Linked DNA regions of Gasterosteus aculeatus: region 1 is linked to region 2. Evidence: chromatin contacts called from public Hi-C data. All regions are on one chromosome and are shown on one strand. The core of a region is the stretch at or near the end of the contact, and the rest is flanking DNA. Distances in the headings are between cores, read along the strand shown.

What was found. Hi-C and Micro-C count contacts between places; a contact is called where the count stands out from the background.
Region 1: a contact with region 2 is called in a Hi-C map of skeletal muscle, with 3 times the contacts expected there. The contact joins two enhancer-like sites. A contact is called at or near these places in 2 of 6 Hi-C or Micro-C datasets (both in skeletal muscle).

What each region holds. Positions count from the first base shown.
Region 1 is chr13:12,162,222-12,166,815 of fGasAcu3.hap1.1, forward strand. The region is part of intron 1 of LOC120831200 (a long non-coding RNA gene); the gene reads right to left. Among protein-coding and RNA genes, the nearest start is that of LOC120831200, 6.3 kb to the right of the region's middle. Within about 2 kb of position 1,605, at least 2 of the 9 cell types and tissues checked have open chromatin away from gene starts, as enhancers often do.
Region 2 is chr13:12,101,631-12,105,913 of fGasAcu3.hap1.1, forward strand. No RefSeq gene overlaps it. Among protein-coding and RNA genes, the nearest start is that of tmem161b, 21 kb to the right of the region's middle. Within about 2 kb of position 2,916, at least 2 of the 9 cell types and tissues checked have open chromatin away from gene starts, as enhancers often do.

The sequences.
Region 1 (4,594 bases), core at 355-2,854, 59 kb after region 2:
ACAGATAATTATGAACAAATATGTTTTAAAATAATGAAAAGTAGTATTATTATCCTAAAACAAAACAATTATTTTCTTGTAACTGTCAGCATGATGTACAATTAAGTATACAAATAAAAGCTACAGATTTCAATTGGCAGGCCATATTTATAACAATCATAGTCTAATCGTCGTCTTTATCAGTTTCAGAGCATTTGTGTGTTTCACTGAAAAGAATTCTGGGATTAATTTTTAGTTTTGGGCTCAAGCTTCACTGACTGGTATAACTGTATGAATCCACATTAGTGGCCTATTGTTCTATATGTCATTCTGTATGTCATTGCATTATATTATGCACGGAATAGATCTTTGACGGTCTACTAGCATGTTGGTTATGTACGTTGTCGCAGTTAGCTGATGTGGACGGCTATAGAGCACAGCATGCCCGCTGCTCTCCACAAGACGCTCAAGTGGCCATGCATGATGTCATTAAAAAGGGCCCAACCATGACATTCCTCTGTGGCTTATTGGCAAGTTATGGCTGGCGGATGTGTTATGGAGTGAGGTCAATCAGATCCCTGTTAATCGGCAACGGTGCCGTTGATAAAGCCGATGACATCTTTTGACTCTTAATGTGTGTGAATGACCGATGTACAATCTCGGACTTTTTGGGGGATTTTAACAGCTGACTTTATGACATCAATTCATGTAGAACGCTAGAGAAACTTAAACTAAATCAATTAACCAATGCATGTGTGTCCTGATGGGAAACACATATAAACACTATAATTTGTCTACAGTAAGCCACAGAGCGAAGGAGTTGGTAGCATTTGGTTTCTCGCATAGATCACTCTACATACACACACTCACACACACACACACATCCCCCCAAACAGAGAAAAAAATCTGTCCTGCATTGGCAGAGGCTGATGCTGCCATGCGCTCGGTGATCTCACCTACCGTTGCCGTGGCGACACCAACCAGAGGGAAAAGCCTTATTGTGTGTGCGCATGCGTGTGTATATGCTTGCGATTGTGACAGGAGCTTGAGCTGGAGGAAGAGGAGGAGGAGGAGGAGGGCCTGCAGGAATTCACATTGTGCCCGGCTTGTTTCACTTACACTTTATCAGTGGGAATACAGAACCGGCCCTTTTCAATTATCAAGGCAATAAATTCAGCATGGCCGTGTCGTTAAAACAGCAAGCCAGTGCTTTAATAAGGAAAGGACAGCATATAGGAAGGGAACGGCTGCATGCCAATTCATTTGCATAAGCCTTACAGGGGACGAAGATAAAACAGGAAGAGAAAAATACAGGGCTTCATGAATACATGATTAAACATTGAGAAACATACAGATGCATGTAGGGAAGCATGCATGCTGCACACACGCATGTAAGCTTCACTCCTACTGGCACATCACCACTCTCACTATTCTCTTCAGGCAAACAAACAAAATAAACACCCCTACTCCCAGCTGGTTTTGTTGAATTATATTAGTGATGAGGAGCTAAATCAGACTAGGGGTCATCTGCTCATCAATGGCTGGCGGTGGCCTGGCTTGCACCACAGCAATGAATGCACTGAATTCATTACCCCTGGTGAACAGATGGTGTCTGGCTGCCTGTAAGTTCAAGTTCATGTCCAGGAGACACACACACACACACACACACACACACACAGAAATAGACAGACATGGAGAGGCCAGACAAACAGACGTTGTTGACTGAGACACAGCTATTGTTCCCTTTCATTAACATGTAGTGGCCTCACTAGCTGTCCAAGACGCCGGGGTCACTTAATTACAAAGACAAACGGACAGGACAACATACACGTGTGCAAACACAGACATGCAAACGAAGATGCACGCTGAGCCTTCAGCCCCAAGCACAAGCCTCAGCAGCATGAATACACCACTACTTTTCTCCTCAGTTAACATGGATGAAGGTGTTTTGATTGTAACTAAAATGGCAGAGAACGCATATGACAACTTTCTTATGAAAAAAAGAGTAATATGTTTGCCATTTTTTTCAATACAAAACAAACTGGGAGTAGGCTGCTGTGAGTAAGAAAAAAATAGCCATGCAACAAACGGCATCCGTATGACAACTATATTCACATCCTTTGTCTGGCACAGAAAGTGACCCTGGCCTGATACGTATTATGAATCTGCTACTGCACCTGTCAAACACAGCACACGGGCAAAGAGGAAGCACGCTAAAAAACCCGGCAACGCTCATGTGAAATATGCTGATTGCCCAGCCAATGAATATGAAAACATCTTCTACGGTCGCCATGGTTTTTTTGTTACTCAACCAATCACGTGACAACAATGGCTGCGGTGCACTGTGTGTGTGTGAGCGCGGAAGTCAAGCACGTAGCCGGCGTTTACAGAGGGGAAGGAAAAGGAACCACCCATTTCTACACGCATAGTCAAACCACACGGGTACATTTATATATAAGGAAATGGGTCTCTTGAAATAAATGGCGAGGCCACCAACATGCAGGAACGCTTCTATAAATAATATAAAAGCATACATTTGGGCACCTCGCACACTAGAAGACACTATTCAGCCCCATTTATAGCGACAAGAAGATGCTTCAGGTACGTTTGTAATTTAGAAATGGAGTCCACGTCATCGTCACTGACAGTTCACTGGTTTTAAGGAGCCATGGCAGCAGTGGTGATCATAAAAAAACTACTAATGTGAATCATATTGACAAGATTTACTCAATCTCTGGAGACAGACAATAAAGAATATTCAAAGCGCCGCCAACTAATACTTGATCTCCCCTCCAAGCAGCTCAGGAGTACTGAATATGTACTGAGTTGGGAGAGGCATGCAAGTGTGATTTGCAGTTGTTTAAACATGTGATCCTGCTTTTTCCTGGCAACATACATTTCTAGATTGAATATATTACTGTCTGTTTGGACCGAGGTCCTTTTTAATTCTAAAATAATATAGTACATCTTATAGCCATAGGCTTATAAATGCACCAGAACAATGTTTCCATTTCTTGCTTAAATGAAGAACTCACAAAATTAGTACACAAAATAACTGTACAAGATTTTTGAGAGAAAAGTGGAGGCTTATTGAAACTGTTTTCCTTGTGTGTGACATGACAACAGTGTTCTCCCTCAAAAAGCCTGGCTACTATTTCAATCAATCTAATCGAAAACAACAAAAACTTGTTTTATTCAGTGCTTCTCAACCCAAATTTTCTTTCGGGTAAATGACCAGGTATTATATGCCGTGTTTGACAGGGGTCAGCGGGGAACAAGAGACACTAGTTTTATCAGACGGTGTGACAAAGAGGGCAAGAGACCTTTTCAGAGAAGGCAGTGTTGAAGTCATCCACTGTGGCTCTGTCTAAAACTGCACTGAATAATCCTCCGTTGCAAAAAAAAGCCAGCGTCACAGATTTCTGAACATGCTGAACTTCAACTAGATGATTGAATTATCAGACAGTTTGAAACCCAACAATCTAAAGACATACACACCTTCAACGTGGCTAAATTCAACGTTTTAAGATGGTGTTGCACAGATGGGTCTATCATCTGAGGGTGTAACAGTCAGGTAACAGCCACCTCAAGTTGGGTTGCGACTTGAGGTGGTTGATTGTTTATGATGGCGACCAAGATGTAAGTGCAATGAAACCATTGATTAAATAATACATCATGTGTATTACTTAATTTATTTACATCTGAGACTGGCCATATGTCCCATTGACCCATTGAAATATAAAAAGTCATAAGAAGTCTTGGATTCATCCTTAAAGCACCTACCAATATGCCACTTATATGTTTCCCCCCCACTCATTATGTTTCTAGAAAATATCCTTCCTGAAAGCTTTGGATTTAAAATTCATCCACGGCCTAGTTCAAACACAAACAGTGCACATACACTTGACATATTGAAATGCCCTCTATGAAATATCATCTGCGCTTTGGCTTATTCTAAGAGAAATACAACTGGAGCCTCACGCTGATATCAAGCCATGCATAATTTCATACGTGCAGCACATCCCTTTCAAATACACAGACCCACTTAGTTTAAGTTAATGATCTCAAGTCCTCCTTATCAGTACAATTGGCGAGAACATTACGCATTCAAGACCGTTACTACTCCAAATTTAGGAGCGTCGCGTCGGCTGGGGCTGTGAAACGTCGCCTCTTTCTTTGGGGATGCAGATGAGTCTGGTGCACTTGACGTCTTTTCATGACCTCTGTCGGCCCCCACCCCCCCCTTTCCAGCCCACCCCCACTCCCCCCCGTCCCACACGGCGCTGTCTGTCATATTGGGCCGAGGCATGGCATTGCCACTTGCCCCACTGAGCGTGGGAATGGGATCGTCCAGTCGTTCACATCTCCTGCACTGCAGTTAACGGAATCAATTAAGCCGGCCCGACCCCCCCATACTCCCCCACGCATTTCCCCCCAATCCCCTCACCACTTGTCCCCTCCTCTCCCCTCTCTTCTGCCACCTCCCTCCTTCTCCTTAACCCACTCCCCCACATCTCTCCCTCTCCATGTTTCTCCGTTCAGTATACGTCCTAATTGTTACTGTTTGGGATACCAGCGCCGTTTCCTGGCCGAACTTGATCATGCTGAAATAAGA
Region 2 (4,283 bases), core at 1,666-4,165:
CCATACATGCCCCACTCTGTGATTTGGGACTCTATCAATCCCGTCGGTATTGACGAGGGACACGTTTGCTTGATTAAATTCGACTGATGTAACGCTGGAGAAAAATCAATAAGGTTATGACATGACAACACACACAACTATTTTCATCATGGGGGGGGCTGTGCCAAATTGAAAAAATCTGCAGATAATTACAACAATGCCGTACATGTTATATTGTCATCTGTGAAGAATTTAAATGATTTTTCCGAGCATCAATACAAATATCTCAGAGGATGTGACCCAGTACAGAAGTGACACACAATGAAATATGCTCTGCTTTTTCCTCAAAAATCCGTTTATGCAGACCCCTCGGGAACAGCCAATTGGACTTCTAGTAGGTTAACGTATTATCTTTTGCACAAAGTCAAATACTGGTTTGTGTAATATTAACACTAAATGGATATAAATATTCTACAATTAGGGGCAACTTCATACATACATTTATGTTCTGTTCATTTTAAATGCAGCAACGTCGATGTGAAACACAGCTGTTGGAATGACAGAAAGTACTGAGGGTTGCTGTCTCTATTCAAGAGCAATACATACAGTGGAGGTCCATGTGTTGTGTTACAGCTGCTCATATTCCACCCCCCCCCCCCAACCTCGTCCACCCTGTAAAGTGCTATTATAAAAATGTCAAGGGGCCCTCTCTCTCTTTCTGTCTGTCAAAATCATGTCCCATTATGCAAATCAATGTGTAAACACACACTCTCAAAGATTTACACAGCTGTATGGGCTATACGCAGTGGTGAATTTGCACGATTACAAAAATTAATCCAAGATATATGCCTACATGTGCGGCATGTTTACGTTTATGAAAATTACTAAATATTCGCCATTTTTCATTGAACCATTAGAGATTAAAACATCATCAGCGCATTAGCATGTAAGCGGCGGCTTCAGAGCGGGTTGCCCACTAATCAAAGAGTTGACAGCGAGTCCACGTGGAACCCTGAGTTGTTCCAGATGGGCCGACCATCGAGCGTTGCAGGTCACTCGCCCCCACTGTATTTAAATTGGTGAATAAGAGGCACACTGTGAAGTGCTTTGTCAGGTAGGCGCTATACACTGTTGGTGCAGTCCATTTACCATTCATTTCAAAATCATAATTAATATTTTTCTCTCCGGGGGCTTTTTAATTCAACATATCTGTTTACGGCATTTTGAAAAGAAAATCGACACAGAAAAAAAACAATTGTTTCAATTTATTTTCTTTTTTTCTTGTATTTATTCTTTAATATAAGTAAATTAAGAAATTTATCAAAAAATTGAGTCAGTCAGACACACAAATCTGGATATATTCTTCAAGCTAAGAGGATTTTCCTCCACTGATGCTTTTTATTGAAGAGATCATACTAAATGGTCCGATGCCGGCAGCCCCTTAAATCTGGTTTAATGTGATTTTGATTTTAAATATGACTATTAGGGTAGAAGTGCATATGTGATTTTATCATTTTTACATGTCTTAACTTTCCTCTTTCTCTGATCTTAAATTTCTATGTTTGAATTGCAGCGTCTTGAGTGGTCAAGCTGTTTTTTAGAAATGGATATAATGTGCATAAGAAAAGAGGGACATAAAAGGAAGAAATGTATCATTATTGCTCAAAAGCCTGAGTTTACCTGAAGCAGAGGTCAACCCGATAATGTAACATTTGGATGGATGCTCGTCATGGCCACTTACTACGACTCTCAGTGCATTGCTTCTTGAGTCCTGGCAGAGGTTCTCCCCCCTATTGAGAGAAAGTCACCAGTATCCCTCAGATGCACCTGTACTATACAACATGTTACATTACAGGAAATCAAGAAAGGACAGATAACTTCAGTGCTATGATACATCAGGGTGTCCATTAGCAGCAGCAGAAAAAGCACAAGACAAAAAGACCGGCAAAGAGATAACAAAACAGAGATGGGGGCATCCGGTTTTGACATCCCTGAACCAGTATATTGCTCCATTGTTTGTTTCTCACAGCAGAGGAGTCATGGATGTGGTTTGAGTGACAGTAAGTCCGATGTACGCTGACACGTGGAGCCGCTTCACATTTCCTCTAATTGCTCCGCGCTGCCCAGGCTTGGCACACATGTAGAGCATGGTAAGAGGCGCCTCTTTTTACGCTGAAATAGAGGGTGCTGTGATTTGGCATACAAAGGGAAAAGGAGGGGTTGGGGGGGGGGGGGGGTCTTGAAGAGGAGGCGTCATATTATCCTTAATAGACTACTCTGAAGGACAGAGAGGTGATGGCCTTGCTTGTACAACTCTGTGGCATAATAACGTTCTGCATTAAATCTCTGGCCAGTTGATGTATATAAGGTGCCACTGCAGCAGATGTATATGACATCCGGTATGTTCTACCAGACCTGAAAGGCCAGGTCTTTCTGAAATAACCAAATGTAGAAACAAAGAAGGGGATGTGAGGGTTACAATAAGGTTGCATGCATAGCGTCAGTTATGATTCATGGTGTGCTGAAAAGCACTCTGATTGGTGGAAATTGTTGCAAGGGATAAAAAAAAAGCCTCTTTCCTTGCTGATGCTATTTTAATTAAATAGTTGCTAGGTTACATCGTGCAGAACGACAGGGGTGGGTGGTGTGGCACAGGCACCTGGGTGAAGGGAATAGTGTGTGTGTGTGTGTGTGTGTGTGTGTGAGTGTGTGAAAGGGGACGTGTCCCTGAACAATGAAAGCACATTCCCTTTTTTCCAGATCCAAACTATAATAAGGATTTCGAATGTGAGACATATTGTCATGGAGTACAGTGAGATACACACTCTAAAACTCTCTCTAGTCTGCCTATTTTATTTTCTCTCTTAGATCAGAGTGGGGGGGGGAGCCGCCCCCCCTCCCCCTTTCATCTCTATGACAGTGTTTTTCCCCTCCACTGGTGACTTACCAAGGACTAGTGCTCCCATTGCACCATGGGATGCCAGGCGGTGCAGAATGCCACTGGCCCGTGTGCCCTGGCAACCAGTCCTGCTTCAGATGCCCCCCTCCCCTCCCCAACACACACACACACACACACACACACGCACGTAAACACCTCCAGTCTCCTCCAGCTTTCCACGTTCAGCCTCCATCCAGGACACTGACCACACAGAAGCCCAGACACGGTGCTGATGGATGGGGTTTGAGACAGCAGAGACTCCCTTGATGTCGGAAATAAATCTGACAGGCCCTACTGGATAAGGCCCAGCATAATCTTTCCCATTGAGTCCAGGCTGAAGGGAGTATGTGTGTAGGTTCGTGCTTTTTTTCCACACCCTTTTCTTAATTTCCCCCACCCTCCCTCATCTCCACTTCAACCCCCTCTCCACCTTCTTTCTTTCCGAGCAGAGATAATGCCGTAATTTACCGCCATGCATTGAATAAGGTGAATGATTTTCTTCCTTAATATGCATTCACCACTACCAGTGAATAGTCGCTCTGTAGGACGAAAAAAAGAAATACCTTCAAAAGAACTTGAGCTTTTTAATGGTAAACGCTACATCTAATGTGCTAAAAGTGAAATATCATTCTGTCTTTCATTAGAAATAAATTGATAATGATGAAAGTGGCCCGTGTTTTTCTATAGCTCCTCGTTTTTCATATTCTCGAGTTAAAAGTTAGCTTTTTAGTTTCCCCCTCTATAGTCTCCTGAGTGTTTTATGTAGCTGGCTTTAAAAAAAAGTGGGAAAAGTTACACAAACACGGACTAACATACGCACACACAAATCATTTTGCACATGCCTTTTGCAAAAACATCTACTCTTGCTGCATAAGTATGTATTCCATGTCTCAGTCCTTCTCTTCCATGTCCCCCCAGCAGACAGTGAGAGCCAAAAGAGACGGGAGCTACAGTATCACTGTGTTTTTGCACCAAAAGAAGCCGGGGGCCCTTGTGTCCAGGGGCCAGTTTCCCCAAGAGGCTCCTCTAAAGGACTTGTTGCCCTCCTCTGTGGTTGGCAGCAGGTCACAAAAAGAGGTCAAGGGTCGCTTGAGACAACACGATGTCAACAGACCTTCTCACAGACAAACAGGATGAAATAAATAAATTAACACTCTGAGTAAAGGTCACATTTTGAATATTGTTTGAAGAGTTGACAATATTGCTTATTTTATGGAAATCCCCTACAATTATTCTTGTTTATTGATTTTCTGAATTTGAGTTCCTATTACCATATGAACAAAGATGCTTATTTGGGGATTTTCTCTTATCAACTCATTCCATAAAAACAACACATTCTTGCTAAATTTACTTACTACAGCATATA